Regions from separate parts of the Triticum aestivum genome. Here region 1 is linked to region 2. The links are chromatin contacts, called in public Hi-C maps. All regions are on one chromosome and are shown on one strand. Each heading gives the region's core, a stretch centred on a gene start, on an enhancer-like site or on the middle of the called end of the contact. The rest is flanking DNA. Distances are from core to core; before and after follow the strand shown.

Region 1 (4,733 bases), core at 1,785-4,284, 150 kb before region 2:
CCGCCGCTGCTCTCTGTCCAGAGAGCGGAGAGATGAAGAACTGCCTGGTCGGGCTGGGGCGGCCGCGCTTAAGTCACTGTGCAGCGCCCAAGGGCTAGGCGCTGCACGTCAAAGTGTGGCGCCTAGCTCTTAGGCGCTGCACAGGTGCGTGTGGGGCCGCAACTAGACCAGGGCTGCCACGCTGGCAGGATGTGTGACGCCTAAGGAAAAGGCGCTGCACAGTAGGGTGCGGCGCCCAGCTGTCGGGCGCCACACCAAAGGGTCAGCAGAGTGAAATTTTTTCCTGAACAGGTCAGTTTGTGATTTGGTTTCTGCCTCGGGTCAAATCTGTGATTTCTGCCTCTATTTTCTACGGGTATGGGCCTTGGTCAAAAGAGCTCTCTTTCCCTTGGGCATTGTACAGTGGTCACGTAGAAATTGTTCAGTAGCTTAGGATAAAATACGAGTGCAGATCGCGAGGTGCCATGCCGTCATGGGCGTACGATTGGGCGGATGGGCGATTGTTTAGGCCGTAGGAGTACTTTTTTTGCGGAAATGTATGCAGATCCCATTGGACTGTTGACGGGTACGGTGTTTACGTGTCTCCCCGTGGTTTGGTAGGTCTACTCGCATGAGTTGTTAATCAAGCGGCTTGTCACTAATGATTGGTGCCACCGGCTCTTAGTTGTGAGCAGGCCTTGCCATTGGCTGGCAACACAAGTACGAGGAGTAGATCGGAAGCCGTACCGGTTAAATTAGACCCAAAGTACCCATCATCTGAATCCCGGATCCTCTACGCCGCCCGTACTTACTTAGAGCATGCTTGGATACGTTTTAGTCCCATGACTAAAAGTAGTGGGACTAAAACTTGCTAGTCTCACTCATGCTTGGATCCAAATACTAAAGAGACTAAAATCTAGTTATTGAGCATTTATTATCCTTCAAACCCTCCAATCCAGAACTAAGGAGAGGAATTAAATGAGAAGAGAGAGAGCTAATACATATTTTAGTAGGTTTCCCATGACTAAAAGATTTTAGCCTCAAAACTAGTCCTAGCCTCTCTTTAGTCAAGGGTGCTTGGAACTTTAGCCTCTAAAAGAGACTATTTTTAGTCAGACTAAAAATAGTCCCTTGTATCCAAGCACCCTCTTACTCTCAGTTGGCTGTGAACGTGGTGAACATAATCAGCTAACTGGCGATGCACTTTTTGCTCTCCAGATACCAAGCTTGGGACCAGTGGCGGAGCTTGAGAATAATTCAAGAGGGGGCCATTAGTCAAAAGGAACCAAATTAATAGGGAAGGAGGGGCTAATTTGTAGTTTAAACACTAATTAGGCTCATGACGTAGCTTATTCTTCAATGGATGCAAAAAATAAGGGGGGGCCATGGCCCCTGTTGGTCTCCACTAAGCTCCGCCACTGCTTGGGACGCTGTGACAGTAGTACAACAGTAAGGCCAACTCCACCGCGTGACCCATTCGTGATTCATCCGGTCCGAATTTGTCCGTTTGGGATAAAATAAGACCCAGCGGTAATACCTAAACGGACATGCACGTTCGTTTGTGTCCGCTTTTGTCCGGCTCAACCCCAAATCTAGACCAAATTTAAGCCACGAATGCTCCCGAACGGATAGAAAACGGACGCCCTCCTCGTCCCTCTCGTCCGCTCCTGTCCGCCCGTGCCTTCTCTCTGGCCCACAAATCAGCGACACATGGAGCAGCCGCGCCGCCGCAGCACGGGGCAGGGCGGGGCCGGCGCGCTCGGCCTGGGCGGCGGCGCGCGCGGGCGGTGCGGCGGCGAGCACAAGGCGGGGCGGGGCCGGCGAGCTCGGCATGGGGCGCGCGGGCGCGGGGGGTGGGGGGGGGGCGAGTGCGGTCGCGGCCAGGCCAGCCCGGCGCGGCGCTGGCCAGGCCGCTCGCGGCAAACGCGGGCGCGGCGCGGGGCGGCCGGTCGTGGCGAGCACGGTCGCGGGCCGGGCGTGCGGCGGGGCGCGGGCTGGCAGGGCGAGGCGCGCACGAGCGGCGAGGCGCGGGCATGCACGGGGCGAGGCGGGCGCGGAGCAAGGCGCGCGAGCTCGGCGCGGCCATGCACAGGGCGGGGCGAGGCGCGCGCAGGGCGGGGCGCGCTCGACGCGGCTCCGAGCGGACGCGAGCGCGAGGTGGCAGGGCGCTGCGACGAGCCGGGGCAGACCGTTTGAGTCCCAGAGGCATGTGCACGTTGGATGCAACGCCTGTCCGCCCCAGGATGTCCGCCCAATCGTTCCTCAAACGGACGCGCGCGGACATCCGGATGGGGTCGCGCGATGGAGATGGCCTAACTTGTAGCTGAAGTCCATTCCGCATCACTCACTGCAACTGCAGCTGTCCTCTTTGGCCGCCGCAGCAAATCCGGAGCAACTTTGACACTTTGAACACCAACCGATCTGAAAGGTGCGTGAGTTCGTCCTCCAGCTCCGGGTCGCCCGCTTTAATTATTCCGGCGAGCGCGAGTCCTCAATCCCCACTCGACACCGCACGCCGCTCCGGACGAGACAACCAGGATTCCTGCACCTGCCTTCCCCCACACGTACGTACGAGCATGTGAAAGAAATCACCACATGCAGGACGCCGGATGGAGGTGAAGTTCTCCCGGTGAACCTTCGTCTCCGGCGGACGACGCTCCACCGCTCCTTTTCTCCTGTAACATCAGGTAAAAGGGAACCCCACGGTGCTTTCATTAAAAAAAAATTGTCGAACCATACGAATGAGCATGGCAGGCCGAACTACACGTACGTGCTACTACTACTAGTTAGATTCTAGCGGTGGTGCCAGTGTAGCCGCCTGTTGCAACACATGGCCTTGGTACATGTTCTTGCCCGCGACGGGGAGAACCAATCAGTAACAACACGCCTGCAAAGAGGGAATCCTCTGTTGCAAGCATCATACGTAGATAGAGCACCATACTACAAAATTCCAGTCAGTAACTAATTAAGCGGCGTGCACCACACGTACTGGAGCTAGCGGTCGCAGACGGCGGTGGTGGGGGGTGGTAGTTGGTCACGCCGTACGGGACCGCATCGTGGGGGCGTGACAGCGAGGGATCCCATTCCCGTTCCGTCCGTCACCCATCGGCACGCCGGATGCATCCACCGGGGAAACCTCCACCAGAGAGGCTCCAAACAACAGCCCCCATCAGCGGGTGATGAGTAGAACAAACGTACTAATCCACTACCCCGGCCTACGTACGGAGTACTCCTGCGTGCCACGGTTCACACACCAGGCGATGGTCGTTGGTCGGTAATTGCTAGTTTAATCTGCTTTGGTAGTTAATTCCTGCCTGTCTTTGGATCCATGTTGTAGTAGGCAGCTTTGGTCCGAGTATGACAAGGGTCGGCGGAAGAATATGCATGGCGCGTGGACACCTCGAAGCGAGGGCGGTCGAAAGGAGGGGGAGGAGGAATACATGTCGGGTGCGCAGCGAGAGCGTGCGCATGCAGGCATTCCACCGCTCAAAGGCACCGCCGGCGGCACAGGGCTTTCGGCCTCGACTAGACAGCGCGCGGAAGAGAGAAGCATTCGAGCGACCATCGTCACACAGAGAGCTTTCTGTAAATCACTCCGGCGAGATTTGCCGTGTTAAGCATCTAAAGCCGAGCGCTCCGAACCCTCCTCAAATGCACGGATGGCTCACCCGGTTACTGATCAATCAGGAAATTTTGACTCGGACGAACTTCTCAAACGGGACTCAAATATCCGAGCTGACGGACACTCCCCATATTTACCCCAAATATAAGAAGGATATGAGGCGCCTGGGCGCGTCTATCACGTCGGACCCGGCCAACACTGACCCACCTAATCTCACATATATTCATCCTCATCTGCTCGCGCGGATCAAACCCTGATCACTTTACACTCCTCTTCTCTCCACTCCCTTCATCACCCTAACTCATCACCAGCGATTTCCGGCCATCTCCGACTTTGCGAGGGCGGATCTAACTCCGACCAATCCAGATCCCTCGACTAGGGTGTCATCCCGTGCGGGTTGGAGGAGGCAATGACGGTCCGCATTGCACTCCGCTGCTCCTGGGAGGGCAGCGCCCGGTCAATGGACGGATCTGTCCGGTTCGACTCCATTGCGTTGGCTCAACGGAAGCTCAAGTCCTTAGGGGCTGGATCATCGCAGTTCCGGCAGCCGGAAAATCTCTCCTTCCCCATCAACGGTCGGGCAGACTATGAGTCCCATCGGGAACGAGCAGCCCGTCGTGGGAAGGAGATGATAAGGGCCGGCGAGAACCGTATCGCCGTGGAAATGACATCGGTGGAGGCGGCTAATGCAGCGGCGCGGGTGGCCAAAGAGGAGGAAGCCATCAGCGCCCGCAATGTGAAGAAATGACACCGGAGGAACACATGCGCCCTCGCCCGAGAGCATAATCGGGCGGTCCGTGCCATGGTCGGACTTCCACCGAAGGAGGAGGAGGACAACGACAGTGAGGACAGCTCGGGCGACGAGGAGAACCGGCTTGATCTCTACTTTGTCTTCGACCGATACTTCGCGAGAAGGACGGCAAGGGCGCCGGGAAGGGCAAGGGCAAGGGCAGTCGTGGATATCTTCATCATAGCCAAACATACATAATTTTAGTAGTCCGATCGCATATTTGTGTAGTGTGATGGAGTAGCCGCATGATGTGTCATCGATGTAGTTGTATGAGTTTATATGGATTTGAGATATGATAATTGCGGTATACAGATGTGAATTGTATTATTCAAAGCGTGACCG
Region 2 (4,895 bases), core at 786-3,285:
ACAAGTAAAAGGGACGCTCAACCTGATGCTTCACAGGGCGGAATGGTGGATCAACAGGAGGTACCCATGGTTTTTTCAGATATTTTTTTGATGAAACGATGAAGATGAAGAAGGAAGGCAACCGGAACGGGCGTAGAGAGGTGGATAGGAAGTAATTCTAAAAACAATATTGTATTAGTAGATTAAGTTGCATCGGAATATATATATGGAGATGGTCAGTTCATATCAACAGTTGCATAAAATTGCCTGGAACACATTTTTGTTTCTTTAAATAGTTGCTCATGAATCACACTACAATTGCCTATGTTAAAGAATATATATACATTAGTGCCACCTATATATGTTGTCTCTACTTGTTGTTTTTGTGGTTATTTTTTTGGACAAGGGTTGCCTGATATTACTGCAAGGAGCTTATGGGGCAACAACCCCTCTCTTAATGCATGACATTAGTTGCTTCAAATTTTACAAGAGTTGTCTGAAATCATAGCAAAGTTGTTGCATGTTTTTTACTTCTGCATAGAGGATGCATGCTATTTTTTACTACAAGGAACTCATATGGGGCAACAGACCTTTTTTACATGCCTGATAGTAGTTGGACTCATTGGATGGTTAAAAGTGTCTAGAGAGGCCGATTTCGATATTTGGGGCATTTTGGTGATCCACGTTGGAGTTTTCTTTATGTTAGGCGATTTAGAGGTGAAAATAGTCAATTGATAGTCATGGTAACCGACTTACAAGGATCCTCCGTTGACAGGTAGTCATACTCGGAAAAATGAGTTGCTTTTCTATAGCCACTAAAGTTGGCTCTCTAGCACAAAAAGTTGCTCAAAAAAAAAGTTCATCGAAACCTATTCATATGGGATTTAGTTTTGAAGAACTCGTCGTGAAAAACCACCGGTGAAAACGGATTTGAATTTTGACATTCTAATCAAAAGTTACAAATTTTTAAAGTTTTTTATCCCCTAATAAATGCAAGTGGGAGCTAGCGCGCGGGAGGTTCTTCCTTTTCTGGGCTGTCCTGACGCGGCGCGGGGTAGGACTTTCCTTTGGGGGAGGGCGCTCGCTGGCCCGAACGGGAGCTCGGGCGCCAGGTAGCCATGTCCATAAAGTTTTTATAGAAGCTCTGGCTTGGATCTGCCTAAAATGAAATGTATGCTATATATACAGTGACAGGATTAGCTACCTAATCAAGGGAGAGCCACGTTGCCTTGAGAGGAGACGGCAACGCCAATTTTTAAATCGGAACGTGATTCCGATGTTCAAACCAAAACGATCCACGCTTGGTTATCACGTGTATGGGATACAAAGACACCCGGAGCATACGTGGCGCTGACGAGCGAATCGGGATGGCAACAAAGATGGTCGATGCGACGAATTTCTCACTCATGATCCAAATTAATGGCATCATAGTACAAAACCAGCAACAGCGGAAGGCGCCACCAACAAAAAATAGTGAAGAAACAATTTGTTACTTCTCCCTCCGTTTAAAAAATGTGTCGCTCGTTTTAGTTGAAAACCGTGAAACGTTTTCTCACCGTGCCAGAAAATGCGAAGAGTTTGTTGGGCGCCACAGAAATGAGGGGCGTGGACCTACCCTAAATGGAAGAGGCCGAGGACACAAAGTGCGTTTCCGGACAAGGGGAGGGCGGAATAATAAATGCTGCTACTGCTAGGACGAGACGAGTCGAGCTCCAGCCCCAGCCTTGGGAAGAGCGGCAAGCAACGGCCAATAAAGACAGAAAAGAATTCAATGAGACCAGGTCTCACGCGAGACTCATCCTGATGAATGACACGTGGCACTCACAAATCACAAAGCATCCTCCACCCCCCACTTAAAATCAAGGGGGGAGAGATTAGATGTTTTATGATTTGTGAATGCCACGTGTCATCTATCAGGACGGGTCTCACCTGCTAACCGTAAGACCTGGTCTCATATAATTTTTTTTTCAATAAAGACAGGCGACGTCGCCTGCACCCGCACAGCACAGCAAAGGCGCGCAGTTCTCCAGCCTGGACTGGTCCTCCCTCACACGCACGCACACGGCCGAAGCTCTCAGCTCGTCCTCCCCTCTCTCTGCGCCCTCTGTCTCTCCCCCTAGCACGCGGAGAGGCGGGAGAGAGAAAGCGAGAGGCGACTAGGCGAGGGAGGTGGGGGATCATCAGGAGGCTTTTGTTTGGTCGAGAGACCACAAACTCCACCACGGCCCAATCACCGAACCTCTGCCTTCTTTAAGCGCGCTCCCCTCCCCTCCCCTCCCCTCCCACGGTGGAGGCCGAATCACCTCCTCTCTGCCTCCCTCGACCCACTTTGGCATCTGCCGGACCGGGATCGATACCGCCGCCACGCATAAATACCGCCTCCCCTGCCACTGCCACTCCCCCTCTCCTCTCCTCTCCTCCGCGCCCCGACTACTCCCTCTCTTCCGTGGCTTTGCCTGAGAAACGCGGGTGGAATCTTGGTCGGCTGAGCCTGAGAGAGATGATGAAGCAGGAGTCGTGGATGGAGGTGCTGCCGGTGCCGCCGGCGCCCTACTTCGCCGGCCAGGCAGGCGGCTGGTTTTTGCAGGACCAGCGGGGCGGCGGCGGCGGCGGGGCGTGGTCGCCGGCAGAGAACAAGCTGTTTGAGGAGGCGCTCGCGCGTGTCGACGGGGACGCGCCGGACCGGTGGGAGCGGGTGGCGGCGCTGCTTCCCGGCAAGACGGTGGCCGACGTCATGAGGCAGTACGACGACCTCGAGAACGACGTCTGCTTCATCGAGGCGGGCCTCGTCCCCTTCCCCCACTACAACGCCAACGCCGGCGGCGCCGGCTCCCCGGCCTCCGAGTTCACCCTGGACTGGGACGGCGGCGGCGACCTGGCGTTCAAGCGCTCCTGCTACATGGCGGCCGGCAACGGCAAGCGCGGGCGCGGCTCGGACCAGGAGCGCAAGAAGGGCGTGCCCTGGACAGAGGAGGAGCACAAGTAAGCCCCTCCCGATTACTTAACCCACACATGTACGGCTTCAAATCTCGTTGCGCGTGTCGTTGATCGGTGGGACGAACTCCTGTTTGCCGTAGGCTGTTCTTGATGGGCCTGAAGAAGTACGGGCGAGGGGACTGGCGGAACATCTCGCGCAACTACGTGACCAGCCGGACGCCGACGCAGGTGGCCAGCCACGCGCAGAAGTACTTCATCCGGCTCAACTCCGGCGGCAAGGACAAGCGCCGCTCCAGCATCCACGACATCACCACCGTCAACATTCCCGACGACGACCACGCCAGCAACACCAACCCCTCGCCGTCGCCGCCCTCCGCGCTCACCGCCACCTCCTCCCCCCCGGAGCAGTTCGGCGCGCTCGTGGACAGCAAGCCGCCTCCTCTCGGCGGGCACCACCACTTCATGCCCCATCTCTACGGCAGCGTGAAACTGGAGGCCAGCAATAACGGCTACCACGGCGACTCTGTTCTGATGCAGATGCAATGCGGCCAGCTCCAGCCTCTCGGTTGACCAGCGGTTCCTTGGAGCAGCAGCAGCCCAGCCGCCATCGGAGAAAGCTGCCTCGTCGTCGGGCGTGCACGAGGAAGGAGAACCACCCAGCGTCGCACGTGCTCTTGGTCCCAGATCATCCATGCAGGAACACACTGGACGGACGGACGGACGGAGAGGGAGCACGAGATGAGGATGAGCGGCAAGGCAGCAGGATGGATACGGCATTTCTTCTGTGTACATAACGCCACGCCCACGGTGAAATAATTAGCAATATTCCTCTCTATTATTTGCTAGGACGTCCTATTTGCTACTCCCGAGCCATGGGAGACGCACTGGGAGCACTTGAGTTTGGGAAGCACACTAGCACAGGAGTACTGTACTACTAGCTAGACGCTGTGATTACACCTGCCCGAGTTTTTCTTTTTTATTTACTGTACTTTTGATGTATTTGGTCAGCTAGTTAGTGTCATGCATGTGGTAGTATTTGGACAGCAGCAGCATACCGTATGGTGTTCTTCTTTTCCCTTGTTGTAACGTGTTGATCTTTTGATTTGGGGGTATTAGCATTGCTCACCCTCTCATTGACCCCTGCTATATTAGTTAACTAGATCATTGATGGCGCGCACTGCTGCGCCCGTCTATTTTGACTTATATTTGCTATACTACGAAGTAATTGGTATACATTTGTTTGAAGTATTGTGTTTTCTTCTGGCTTTTGGTTATTTCCTCCGGCAACCTGGAGTTATGAAAAAATGCCAAAATTTTACAAGGCTTTGTGAATTTAACCTTTAGTTTTTTTTGAATAAATTTAACCTTTAGTTGAATGAATTTCTGATATTAATACACGTGCACGATCGGCACGGCACTTATACCGAATGACTCCAGTATTTCCATCAATAATGCCACTTGTCATTTTGTTATATTTCTATACCTTAGTTTTCTTCACGGTATGATTATTACTTCCTCCGTTCCTAAATATTTGTCTTTTTAGATATTTCAAATGGATTAGTACATACGGATGTATATAGATATATTTTAGAGTGTATATTCACTCATTTTGCTCCTTATGTAGTTACTTGTTCAAATCTCTAGAAAGACAAATATTTAAGAACGGAGTGAGTAGAATTTAGATGTTGATGTCCAACCTTTCCATAAACCAATATCCTATATGCACACATGCCTAGAGGATATTTTTTATTTTGTTTTTGGCATTGGAGAGCAAATCTGAACTGAAGGCCTGTACTATCTTGATGTTCACTTGTTGTACGTATATGGTTGAGAGGCATCAGGAAATACATACTCCCTCCGTCCGGAAATACTTGTCGGAGAAATGGATGTACCTAGATGTATTTTAGTTCTAGATACATTCATTTTTATTCATTTCTGTGACAAGTAATTTGGGATGAAGGGAGTACAAGTTATGCTAC

The links. Hi-C and Micro-C count contacts between places; a contact is called where the count stands out from the background.
Region 1: a Hi-C map of leaf shows a contact between it and region 2, with 5 times the contacts expected there. The contact joins the enhancer-like site here to the promoter of LOC100873117 in region 2. A contact is called at or near these places in 2 of 5 Hi-C or Micro-C datasets (both in leaf).

Annotation. Positions count from the first base shown.
Region 1 is chr1B:506,980,267-506,984,999 of IWGSC CS RefSeq v2.1, reverse strand. No RefSeq gene overlaps it. Among protein-coding and RNA genes, the nearest start is that of LOC123093397, 110 kb to the left of the region's middle. Within about 2 kb of position 3,034, at least 3 of the 8 cell types and tissues checked have an H3K27ac peak or open chromatin away from gene starts, as enhancers often do. A contact at or near this core is called in leaf, where this site is marked.
Region 2 is chr1B:506,829,414-506,834,308 of IWGSC CS RefSeq v2.1, reverse strand. LOC100873117 (transcription factor DIVARICATA) reads left to right here and starts at 2,035. Exons shown (of 2, transcript XM_044554538.1): 1 at 2,035-2,961; 2 at 3,057-4,045. The coding sequence starts at 2,480. The coding sequence ends at 3,486. LOC123135460 (a long non-coding RNA gene) reads right to left here. Exons shown (of 3, transcript XR_006466014.1): 3 at 4,602-4,895.